3 separate regions of the Mus musculus genome follow, and all the other regions are linked to region 1. The links are chromatin contacts, called in public HiChIP or PLAC-seq and promoter capture Hi-C maps. All regions are on one chromosome and are shown on one strand. The core of a region is the stretch at or near the end of the contact, and the rest is flanking DNA. Distances in the headings are between cores, read along the strand shown.

Region 1 (4,012 bases), core at 113-2,612:
TGGTTTTATTACAGAAAACAAAGACTATTCACATTTCCCTACTGGCATTCTTCAGCATGTAATCACCAAGTGATTGGGTCTTTAAATCGTGTTGTGTCCGAATTTTAATCTGAAAAACTGGTTTTTACGTTGCTGATTTGAAGTTCTAAAAGATCACCAATGGATTCGGCTTGGGAGTAAGGACAAATTTGCAACAATCTCCAAAATGTTTCTAACTGTCCTTCTACCACTGTGTACTATGTATTTGTATGTAGAACTGCTCTTCCTACCGATGATTAGAAAATTAAAATAATCAATCAGCTCTGGAAAGCCCTGAAGATGCTCAGTGTCCCGTAGTTACAAATATTAAACCAAGACTTAACTATGTATGTGAAAAGAACCGAGTTATCCAACTCTATGCTTTCATCTTTAATAAATGGTAAGTTTGATGTATACAAAAATTGTCCTAAAATAAAAAGCTTTGTGATTTACAGATAGTGAATACATAGATTGTCTACCTATTTTATAAACTTACATATAAAACCATGGAAATTCTTTATAAATTTTTGGTGGCAAAAGTTGAAGAAGCCCCATACTAGAATACAGCCTTTACAAATGTTTTGAATGTAATCTTCAAGGTATCACCTTTTGGAAGGTAATAGTTCAAAATGTCTGGTACAGTAAATTAAATAATTGAAAAAGAAAAAAAAAGGACTACTTTCTAATAACTCCAAAAATTGTTTCCAACAAACAGAGGTTCCCCTGCTTAAAAATACTGTCTACTGTGTCAAACAAAAGAGAACATGTAAGAGGCAAGCACACATCAGCGTCTTTCTGTCACCTTTCGAATCACAAATTGTTCACACTTAGATCATTCTTGTTTTGACTTTCAGTTCCTTGCCATTGGGGGAATCTGTTACCAAGCCTGGGCCATCACAAGCTAAGCTTTATAAACAAAGTTAGTAGAGAGATAACCAGTTGCCATTAGTGTTTTTAGTGTAAGGCATTCAAATGGCCGAATGGAGGTGTGGCTGAACCCGCACTTGCTGCTCCCAGAGTAGTAAAGGAAACCATTCAAGCTTCCCGTCCACGTTAGCGCGGGGGACTTAAACAGATTCCAAGCAGACCCTGCACACCAGCCGCTCCTCCGGGTCCAGCCCGGCGGCCTGCGCGGAGGCGGGTGGGGAAGGCTCGGCCCGCGGCTCCCACACTCAGCCCCGCGCCCCGGGTCCCTCACCGCGCCTCCCCAGGTCGCCCAGCCCCGACGGTCCCGTGCCACCGCGGAATTCCACTCCGGACCCGGGGCGTCCTCACCCAGGACGCGACACTCACCTGCAGCTTGCAGGCGGTGTCAGGTCCCAGCCAACCGGTTCCAGGCCGCCGCAGCCAGCACTAGGGCCGCACTTCCGCACGCCGCGAGCGCCGAGCGCGTCGATCCGCCGCCTAGCCGAGCACCGAGTGCTGGATGGACCGCCTCTTCCCAGAGGGGAAGGAATAGAAGGAGGACCAGACTATGGAGAAGGGAAGTTAGAGGATATCGACGGCATGGAAGTGGACAGAGAGGGAAGAAAGGGAAAGTGGGGAGGGAGGAGGAGAGAAGGGTGGAGAGGTGGAAAGGAGAAGAGGAATTGATGGGAAAGGGAGAAAAGAAGGAGGGAAGCAGAAAGGAGGAGAGGGAGAAAGTGGAAGGGTGGAATTCGGGGAGGAAAAAGAGGGGAGGGGTAAAGAGGATACAGTCGGTTAGAGTCACAGTAGATGTTGCCCAAGAGTCCACAGCGGTCAGGGATCAGCACCAGGTCAAGAGGCAAACCTCAGTCAAAGGACTGCATCTAGCCAGGAGTGCCCGCCTTATTAAGATTTCTCACAGGTCAGAGCTTTGGGGTCCCAAGGGTCTGAGTGGCAAATTGATTTGCAAACTCACAAGACCCCCATATTATAGAAACGACTGCTATCTACAGCCCATAAGCCCTAAGGTTTGAAGGTACCCTCCTGTGGACTCTGGAGATGGCCAGCTGAACTGAAGCAGACATATCCCTGTGGCTTCCTCTGTAGCAGGAACGAAGGACAGTGATCTTCAGCAGAGGATAATGGCAGAAGCATAGGGTCTACCTGTGGTTGTGTTGCCATGACTGTGGAGAGAAGTAGCTACGGGGTGCCCATTATCTAAGACCAATAACAGCCTAACCTTTCTAATGCTGAGACCCTTTAATACAGTTCCCCATATCGTGGTGACCCCCAACCATAAAATTATTATGTTGCTACTTCATAGCTGTAATTTTACTACTGTTATGAAGGCAATGTAAATATCTGTTTTCCGATGGTCTTAAACAACCCCTGCGTGAAGATCATTCCCCCAGGGGGGTTAAGAGCCACTGGCCTAAGCTATTTTTTTTTCAGATATCTTTCTGTGAAGCATACCTTATGCTTCATTCAGTACATACACTGAAGAGGGTGTCGTACAGGCACTATGAATTAAGAGATATTGTATGGCTTCATTTTTCTCTCCTATTTGTGAGAAGATACGTCAAAGTGTTTCCAGACCATCCATTTTGAAGATCAAGGGAACACTCTTTATTCGTGAGCAAGAGACTTGGCAGCAGAGGTCCTAAGGAAATACTGTAAGAAATCTCTGGCAGTCACGGAGCCTTTCACTGTGAAACAAAACCCTTCAGGTCTCAGTGACATGCCATTTGTCAGGTAAGGCTGCCTATCATCAAAGCCAGAATGGTGGCTCTGGAAAACTCACAGAGTTTTCCCTGGATCAAAAAAAAATAATAATAATAAATATACTATGCTAGTGAAACAGAAACACTCAGAAGAGGAAAGAGACTCTTTTGTTAACATAAAGAACACTGGTACAATTTTCTTTATTTTTCCCCTCCCTCAAGTTTCTGCTCCTAACCCTGAAACTAACTAGCAAACACTGGTGCAGAAGTTGCCAGAAAATAAAACTGTTAAAACTAAAATTGCTACGGTAGCCACTGAGGCTACAAATCATTGTATAGGTTTATGTTCTCAACACTTTCAGATTTCATTAGAACTAAAAAGAAGGATTTTGACACAGTACTTCCAATCTATCTAAAACAGTCTTCGGAAACACCAGGAGACACCACTAGGCTCCCTGGATAATTTATGTATCTGTTTTGCCTTACATCAATACCTTAAGTACTCAGTACTGCATGGCATGTCAGCTTGAAAGGGGCCATACATAGTTAGTGTGCAACCTAACCCTCAACACAACTGTAAAGATGCCATCTCTTAAGGCGCCTTCTTAGGAGAAGCTAACGATTAGTTAGTTGTCCTTGCTGGGGCATTCCTGCCATATTCATTCTCATAGTATGTACCACAGAGACCCACTGTGACAATGATTCAGTCCACCAGGCTGGCCATCCATTAGACCTGTCAGCAGAGTACCAGTCTCTTCATTTACTCTCTTGTCCTACTCTTGAACTTCCTGAGAGAAGGGATTGTGTGTGCTTCACAAAATGGTTGTAGGATGAAAAGCTGAGATTCAAGTGTTCACCAAAGCTGTGGGGAGAGATCTATTTCTAGCCATCTACTTCAAAATCTGCTAAACAGCCAAGCAAAAAGAAAAAAAAAGCAATGTTTGATAAATTTTGACGATATAGTGACAGTTGACATGCTTTAAGCGAATACTACCAGTGTTGGCATCCTTCGTGGTTAAAGCTGCAGAGACAATTTGAAAGCCTGCAAGGTTGTCTGTCACACAACCCGAGCTCTTTCAGAAATTCCTTAGCCATGGTTCTTGGTTTAGGAAACCCTTTGACTCATGTCCTTTTTACCTTCGTTTTAGCTATCCTGTGCTCCTAGCAACTGCCCTGATATGAACCTAGCAATCTCCATTTCTCATTGGCTCCAGGTCTCAGTGTGAAAAGTCTTCAGCAGAGTCATATGTCTCTGATCAACTTTACAGTGAAATGGAGCCCCGTGGGCTTTTTATTTACTTGAAATTTGCATATTTCAATTTGAAAATTGTAAATAAACTTGGCTCTAAAGAGGAGGCCTGGTGTTA
Region 2 (3,863 bases), core at 1,280-3,779, 1.4 Mb after region 1:
TAAGACATATAACCTTCTAGAAGACAGTGTTTCACTACGATATCTCTCTCTCTCTCTCTCTCTCTCTCTCTCTCTCTTTGCCTCTGTCTCTGTCTCTGTCTCTGTCTCTGTCTCTGCCTATGGATCAAGATGTAGCTACTTCTCTAGCACCAGAACTGCCTACTGCCATGCTCCCTGCCATGATGATATTACAGTCCTCAGGTCATACCCCATCACTGAAGGAAGTCAGGGCAAGAACTAGAGACAAAAACTCAACAGAAACCATGGAGAAATGCTTAGCCTGCTTTCTTATACATCTCCAGACCACCTGTCTCAGGAGTCCCTATCAGTCCCACTATGAGTTGGGCCTACCCATATCAATTATTAATCAAGAAAAAGCCTTACAGACTTGCCTACAAGCAATCCAATGGAGGCATTTTCCTCAGCTGAGGTTTCTCTTCCCAAATAACCCTAACTTATGTCAAGTTGGCAAAAGCACAAGGGAATACTCACTCATACTGTAATTTCCCTTACAGTCTTGAGTAATACTATTCTACAGGCGCTGCCTTTTCATATGCATTGTCTTCAGCTCCTCAAAGATCTTAGTAGGGACAGGATATATATTACATAGCTTGTACCAGAGCAGCCTCAAAAGGCCTGCACACTACAGATGAACATTAAAAATGCATTCTGTTCGTAGTGAAAGTCAGTCAACATTTTTCAAGGCCCACTACCTAAAGCCGTGTGGGAGGAACTAGGATGAAAATGAGAAAATCTTTTCTTAAAGCTGTTGACAAACCTGGTCAACTCAAGCAAGCAAGGAAAAAAATACAGAGGAGTGTCAAGGAGGTGATGTGTCAGGGAAGTGATGGGTAGTAGGGCAGAGCTCAAAGGCATCTAAGTTTTCAAACCTGAAAGCACAGCAGGTGTTTGGAGTCTGAAATGAAATGAGAAACCCAAAACTCCTGGTCAGGAAGTGGTATTTTTAAGTATTGATAGTACTTCAGGAGAATCCTTGCTGGGGGTAGGAGTGGTGGGCACTTCCAAGGCTTCCTTCCCATGAAGTATCTACCAAACAACAGTTTTCAACTATTTAATGAGATTCCACTTCTAAGCTGCACTGATACAAAATGCTGGCCGCTTACATTGCTATACGCCATACTAACATGGCACACAACATCCTAACTCAATTTCTTGATAATACTAAGTGAAAGTTTACTTTAGAGAGTATGTGAATGCAGTTAACATCTGGGCTTAAGAACCAGTCTGAAAACTTGGGAAAAGAGAACCATCTGAAAGATCTCTAGCATTAGAAAAGAGAGGTGACATGGGGGGGGGTGCACAGTTCTATGGTAGAGCACCCCTGAGGAGTCCCTGACTTGACGTTTTTATCCTCAACCCTGGACCCTTTTCCTACCTCTTCTATCTTACTAGTTGGTAAACGTTTATTTATCGAAAGTACCTTAAACAAGATGCAATGATAACTGAAAGAATGATCAGTAGCTAGTAACTGAAATAGTCTAATGTCTGGGAACTGTGTATCTGCTCTTTGGTAAAACGAGAGAACTTTAAGACCACTTCCAACCCCAACAATACACTTCCTACCTGTTGGGCTTCAGGTAATTCAAACTCATTTTCCTCAATCTTAAACTGGAAATAAGGACTTTGTTGTATGGAAGCTAACTAGTCAGTATTAACCAAGTAACTCCGATATGGTAAGTATGCTGGTGTGGGCCATATTAGCTTTATTATCATCTTTACCATCTTCGCTTTAGCATTGACCACCATCAGATGTCCTGGGATACACAGAAAACAGATGCCCTACAGCAAGTAACAAGGACATTACTTCAACACCCCTGAATCTCACTCTACACAACTTGACAAGGCAGTGGTTAGCCTTATCTGTTGCCATACCTCTATGAGATGACTGTCATAAATTAGTCATGCCTAGCATAGGCCATGGGGTCCCAACATTCAAGACAGCACAGCCTAATTACCTCACCCAAGGAGTTCATGCCTTTGGAATTAGAAAAGTCGGTCTCACTTTGGGACTCCACATACTGACATATTCCTCGCCCCTTTCCTTCCCTGCACCAGGATCTACAAAGTACGAAATTCCTTCCAAGAGCTCACTTGGGCTCCAGGAAAGAAACTACAGTCACCCAGGGGACAGGTGGAGCAGAGTGGTCCGGTTGCTTAGCACCACCAGCTCACACCCCCAGAAGGATCAGAGAGCCATGCTGCTGGGGCTGAAGCTGTCCCATCCCGCAGCCGCTCACACCTTCCGGGACTCGTGGAGCGCAGTTCCCGGTGGCACAGCGGCCCTGCGCGGGGAGGCGGCCCACGTGCCCCCGGGCTACAGGCCGCTCGTCCCCGCCCCGCACTCACCTGTCCGGTGATGCCAGTGATGAGAGCCACCTTCCTGAGCTTGCCCATCTCGCCATCCCCGGAGCCCGGGTAGCTCGGGCACTTAGCGGGAGCTTGAGCCATGTCGCCTCAGGCGGGTGAGCGTGCGGCCGAGAGGAAGGCGGAGTGGAACGAGCCGCGGGCCGGCAGGGACCAGGGTGCGCGCGCCAGTCGTTTCACGGAGCTGCAGCGGCCGCCACGGTCTGACAGGGCGCGCGGGAGGCCGGGCGTGGAGCGAGGGGCGGGCCAGCTTAGTCGGGGCGGGCGGCGCGAGCCGGGCTGAGGCCTGGCTGGCGCCGCGTCACTCGCCCAAGCAGCGACGCGTCAGCAGCGCCCCCGACAGCTCCGCCCCTGCCGGGGTCTCCGCGCTGAGCCACGCCTCTCTGGGGGCGGGGCCTGAGGGCGCCGGGCCCCTGGAAGAGGAAGGATGTAAGTCTGCGGTCAGAGTAGAGGATATGGCCTGCATGGGCCTCGGTCTCCGGGAATCCTCATATCGCCCCATGATGCCAGGAGGAATGACGAGCTGACCTTCTCGGTAGGAAAGAGCTCTGAAATCCAAATCTAGGTATCCAAGGCTGGAGTCATCGACCTTATTAAATTTCTAGAAATCTGCTTCATTGTCTTTGTGAGCAGGTCAGTTTTAACATTTCTCGAAGGCACTAGAGTTTCAAGGCTACTCTAACCTGTGAATCTTCTGTGAACATTAGCAGTTTGCTAATGTTTGGACTAGTTTGGGGGTTCCCGGTAATTCCGTTCAAGGAACAGTATTTACTTCGAGGGCTGGAAGTTTCTGGCCCCGCCCCCATCCTGCATAAGGAAACAATTGACAAAAATCCACAGGTCAGTAAAACCTGTACAAATTTCATGAGGTGGGGTTGTTGCAGTGTCTTTTGAACTTGTTTCTATTTAGTGCATGCACACTGACAGATTCACTGACTGAGAAAGGCTGACAAAGGACTCAGACATAGGGACAAGGGTGTAGGGAAGAAACACACACACATACACACGTACACACATACTGTCCAGCTTATCTCTCCAATAAACATCCTCAAACCGTCTTTCCCTTTGCAAACTGAGCTACTAGGACAGGGCCCAATAGAACCTGCTAGATATGATACAAACCTGTAGTTCCAAAACCAGAGTGCCCAAACTCCTCGGAAACATTCCAAACTTTATACATAGGCTTGTCTGGTTTAATATTTTTACCTTTCCTCTAGCGCATTCTATATGGAAAATGAGACCTAGAAGTTGGGGAAATATATTCCTTAAGGCAAGAAATGTCTAAAATCTAGATGATCTTTAACTATTGATTTAGTTTTATGTAAATATGTTGTAATGTAAGGATAAATAGAAAAAAATGAATACTTAGGAGAGATATGTCCCATTTGTTCTGTAGGTCTGACACCTTCTATCATACTAATGAATACTAGGAATTTATCTGTCTAGTAAAAAATTTAACAGAAAAAAATCATAAAAAT
Region 3 (3,703 bases), core at 489-2,988, 1.7 Mb after region 1:
GCCTTTAATGAGCAAGAAGTGCACTTTTAATTTTTTAAATTTATTTATTTATTTTGGCTTATGGAGACAGAGTCTCCCAAAGCCTAGATTGGCCTTGAACTTGTTACATTCCTAGTTGATGCTCAACTTCTGATCCTTCTGCCTCCATTATGTCTGAATGCAGGAAGGGTAGGTGTGCATCACAGCAAGGACCCCTTTATTATATAAGTGAGACCTCAGGATGCGTTTGCTCTGCAGCAAGCTCTCATCCTGACATGCAATGCCTAGAAGTCACTATCTCATCTTTAATCTTCTGACCTCCCTGGATATCAATGTCTTCAGATCTTGCAACCCAAATTCTTCTTCTATTATCAGGGCTCTGTCAGTTCTCTTCAGGATTATTAAGCCATTAGTCAACGTGCATTAAAATCAAATCACAGCCTCTTCCACTAGGACCTCATGAATATTCCACAGCCAAGTCATAGTGCGAGTCTCTGCTCTGACTCAGAAAAGGAAATCAATCGGAACACAACAGATTTTGCTCAACAGTAAAAACAAAGCCATGCTCACTGAGGCTCTAGGTGCCAAGTATTGTAAAATCACTCAGCTCTGCCCTCAGATGCCTGTGGGGTTGTTTACTGGCGTTTCAGAAAGGAGAAGGGACACTTCAGATTGGCTGGGAGTGTGGCGCTGTTTGTTATTGTAACTGATGAAACTTTGCCTAGTCTTTTTTTCCTTCTTCTTATATTTGTGTCTTTCTGTCTTTCTTCCCATCTGTCTGCCTGTCTTCCCACCTACCTATCCATCCATCCATCCATCCATCCATCCATCCATCCATCCATCCATCTACCCACCCACTCTATCTATCTATCTATCTATCTATCTATCTATCTATCTATCTATCTATCTATCTATCTATCTATCTATCTATCTTGAGGCCAGAGCTGTCTTTGAACTCCCAATCTTCTACCCCAGTCTCCCAACCACTGGGATTACCAGCACAGTCATTCTTCATCCCTGAATAGCCCCAGAGGATGGCATTTGAGTTGTTGCTTTATTTTATCAAATCTATGAAGTATTTTTTTTTAAATAGGAAGAAAACATGAAAATAAGAGGGGAGGAACACAAGGTTCTAAATCTGAAGTCTGACTTCAGATTCCAAAACTATTCCCATCAGCTGTGACCTGCATGAGTCAGAGAACTATTGAGGACCTCAGTTTCCACATCTACAGAATGGGTGCAATAGTACTTATCTCCTCTGATTATCTGAAATGTAAACTCAATGATTTATATTCCAGACATCTAGAAGCAGACTCAGAAAGTGGTGAAGGCTTTAAACAAATTGCTTTTAAACACCCCAAGTCATCAGAGAGACTCACTTTCCACACACTTGCTCCTGTCAGGGTAGACAAACCCCAGGAAAGTTTGTCCCTACTTTCCAATGCTCTGACATGGGTTGCGAGGGCGTCAGGGAGGCTATGGGAACGGACAGAGAATGTTCTTGCCACACATCCAGGTTTTAGAATGTGCACCAACCTGAGTCACAAGTGCATACCCCCGCATGCCACTCCGGGCCATCTTTCCCTGCCAATGCCACCCACCAAGGCCAGAGCCAGGTGGCTGTGAGTCAAACCTGTCTTCACTTTGACTTGGCACCACAGACCTTTTGAATGGAGTCCACAAATTCGTGAGACAAAAATAGGCTAGCTAGCCCTCACCAGGCCTTCATTGTTGAGGGATGACGGTTGGCTGGTGGTTACACAACCGAAACCTGGGCCCACCACGGAAACGCCAGCTCAGCCATACACAAGGCCGAGCTCTCTGCCCACGGCAAAGTCCTTTGTTCTTTTTTTTTTTTTCTCTCTGACACGCCCCTACCTTCCATTCTTCGGAATCCAATTGTTAGAAAGTTGACAAGCTAGCTGGTGACAGGTCTCCTTGGACAGCTTTCCTGTCTTCAGATAAGGAATGGGGAGCCTCAGCGGGGTGTCATCCATACCCAGACCCCAGTGAAGGAGAGGGATACACAGACACCCGTTCTACACCCTCTGGCTAATCTTAGTTCTCTGGGGTCTCAGTTGTCTTTTCTGACATAACACCGCAGGAACCCATTAGTGTTTTATTGTGCTGTCAACTATTCCTGGTCACCTTCCCCACCACCTCTTACAATTTTGTAGTAGAGAGAAAAATTTCAATACGCTGGTCTTGTTTTTAAATTTTAAGAACACAATAGTTTGAAGCCAGAAACAGGGCTGGACCGAATGCCAGGGCTGATTCTGGCCCAGAATGCCTTGGCTACCAGGGAGTGCATAGGTTGTTAACGTTCAAAGTTGATCTTTCCTCTTATGAAAATACGTTCGTGCAGGCACCCCACTGAACACAATTATTTTTCCTGCTTGGTGAGGAAGACTCCATGCTCTGGTCAGGTCTTGTGCCTCCATGTTTTTTCCCTATACCCCTTTGAGCACACCCGTCAGTCCACCACCCTATCCTTTGAGTGGTTTGTACCTCTTACTTGTGCTTACTTCTGCGAGGTTCTCTGAAGCAACTGGGAACAGGGAGGGGAAGAGGAATCTGCTGAGGAATAGCGCTTTTAAAATAAAAAAATAATAACACGAAGTATTATAAGCACTAGAGGCTGGAAAGAGCTTGTGAGTCCCATGGGGTGGGGCGCAGCGTGCTAGTGAATGACAACATTGCCCTCTGGTGGTCTACTTGAGTAAGACAGCCATAGGTTGCAGGCTGGACGTGGGGGGGGGGGGGGGGCTCTCACTAACGTTTCCCACTAATCCCAAAGAAACCATAATTGAACAATGTAAGGAATTCCCCATGAGGCCCTGAGGTTACAAAGACTCAAAGAAGAAAAAACTCATGTAAATATTCAATTGTTTTAGAATGTGTTTCCTTTCCTTTATTTTATTACGTTTTTATGTCTAGTTTTCACATTGTGTACTCCATCTATAAACTCATAATTTAGGCTCTCCAGGAACCAGAAACCGGGCTTCACTACTCTCCCCTGTGAGAACCGTCAGTGGTGAGCAAATGTGTAAGTGTGATGAAGCCTCTTTTCCCAGGCTGGCCCTTTAAAGTTCCAATGGCTCGGTGTAAACTCCTCCAGTTTAGGGTGGGAAAAAACCTGCTGTGTGCTTGGGAGTTGGGTGGAGGACTGGAGTCCAGAGCAGCATATTCCTTTTGTTATTTTTTCACTCCAGGCAGTATAATCCTAGATACTTAACTCTCTGTCTCCATAAACGAACAGATTACTGATTCTCATTCTACCAGCTTTTCATGGAAAAGAAGGGCAGTGTTTTGTTTTATTTTATTTTTTAAGTGCTTGTAGTTTCTTCCAAAGGAACAGCTTTGTGAGAACCAACTTCTGCAAATTAGAAAAAAAATACTGTATATCAGTGACAAAGCACCAGAGCTAAGGCCATTGGCGAAGGCTTGCCCCACCAGCAATCTGGACATGGAAATCTGAGGACCCAGAGCTACACAGAGAGTTCAAGGCCAGTCTGGACAACATGAGGTCTATCTCAAAACAAAACCCAAAAAGCCAGCAAGGCCTCATTGTGGTTGGGCATTTTCTTGCGTGGGATATATTTGCCCGATCAGTAAAAGAGTTGCTCTTGAAAACAAGTGATGCTTCATTTTTGGTTAATTTTTAAAGATTTATTATTTGTGTTTTATAGGCATAAGGATTTTGTTTACACGTATAACTACGTAC

What was found. Promoter capture Hi-C pulls out the DNA fragments that hold promoters and counts their contacts. HiChIP or PLAC-seq counts read pairs in DNA pulled down with a chosen protein or histone mark.
Region 2: a contact with region 1 is called in an H3K27ac HiChIP or PLAC-seq map of microglia, with 8 times the contacts expected there. The contact joins the promoter of Gmds here to the promoter of Exoc2 in region 1. A contact is called at or near these places in 3 of 39 promoter capture datasets (hippocampal neurons, liver and pre-B cells), 1 of 484 Hi-C or Micro-C datasets (CD4 T cells), 2 of 115 datasets of contacts at active chromatin or transcription factors (astrocytes and microglia) and 2 of 9 other capture datasets (adipose tissue and liver).
Region 3: a contact with region 1 is called in a promoter capture Hi-C map of pre-B cells, with 4 times the contacts expected there. The contact joins the enhancer-like site here to the promoter of Exoc2 in region 1. A contact is called at or near these places in 3 of 39 promoter capture datasets (3T3-L1-derived adipocytes, the C10 cell line and pre-B cells), 1 of 484 Hi-C or Micro-C datasets (pro-B cells) and 1 of 115 datasets of contacts at active chromatin or transcription factors (large pre-B cells).

The regions. Positions count from the first base shown.
Region 1 is chr13:30,972,685-30,976,696 of GRCm38.p6, forward strand. Exoc2 (exocyst complex component 2) reads right to left here and starts at 1,363. Exons shown (of 28, transcript NM_025588.2): 1 at 1,312-1,363.
Region 2 is chr13:32,336,015-32,339,877 of GRCm38.p6, forward strand. Gmds (GDP-mannose 4, 6-dehydratase) reads right to left here and starts at 2,530. Exons shown (of 11, transcript NM_146041.2): 1 at 2,368-2,530. The coding sequence starts at 2,469.
Region 3 is chr13:32,678,668-32,682,370 of GRCm38.p6, forward strand. No RefSeq gene overlaps it. Among named protein-coding and RNA genes, the nearest start is that of Mylk4, 100 kb to the right of the region's middle. Within about 2 kb of position 1,739, at least 54 of the 459 cell types and tissues checked have an H3K27ac peak or open chromatin away from gene starts, as enhancers often do. A contact at or near this core is called in pre-B cells and pro-B cells, where this site is marked.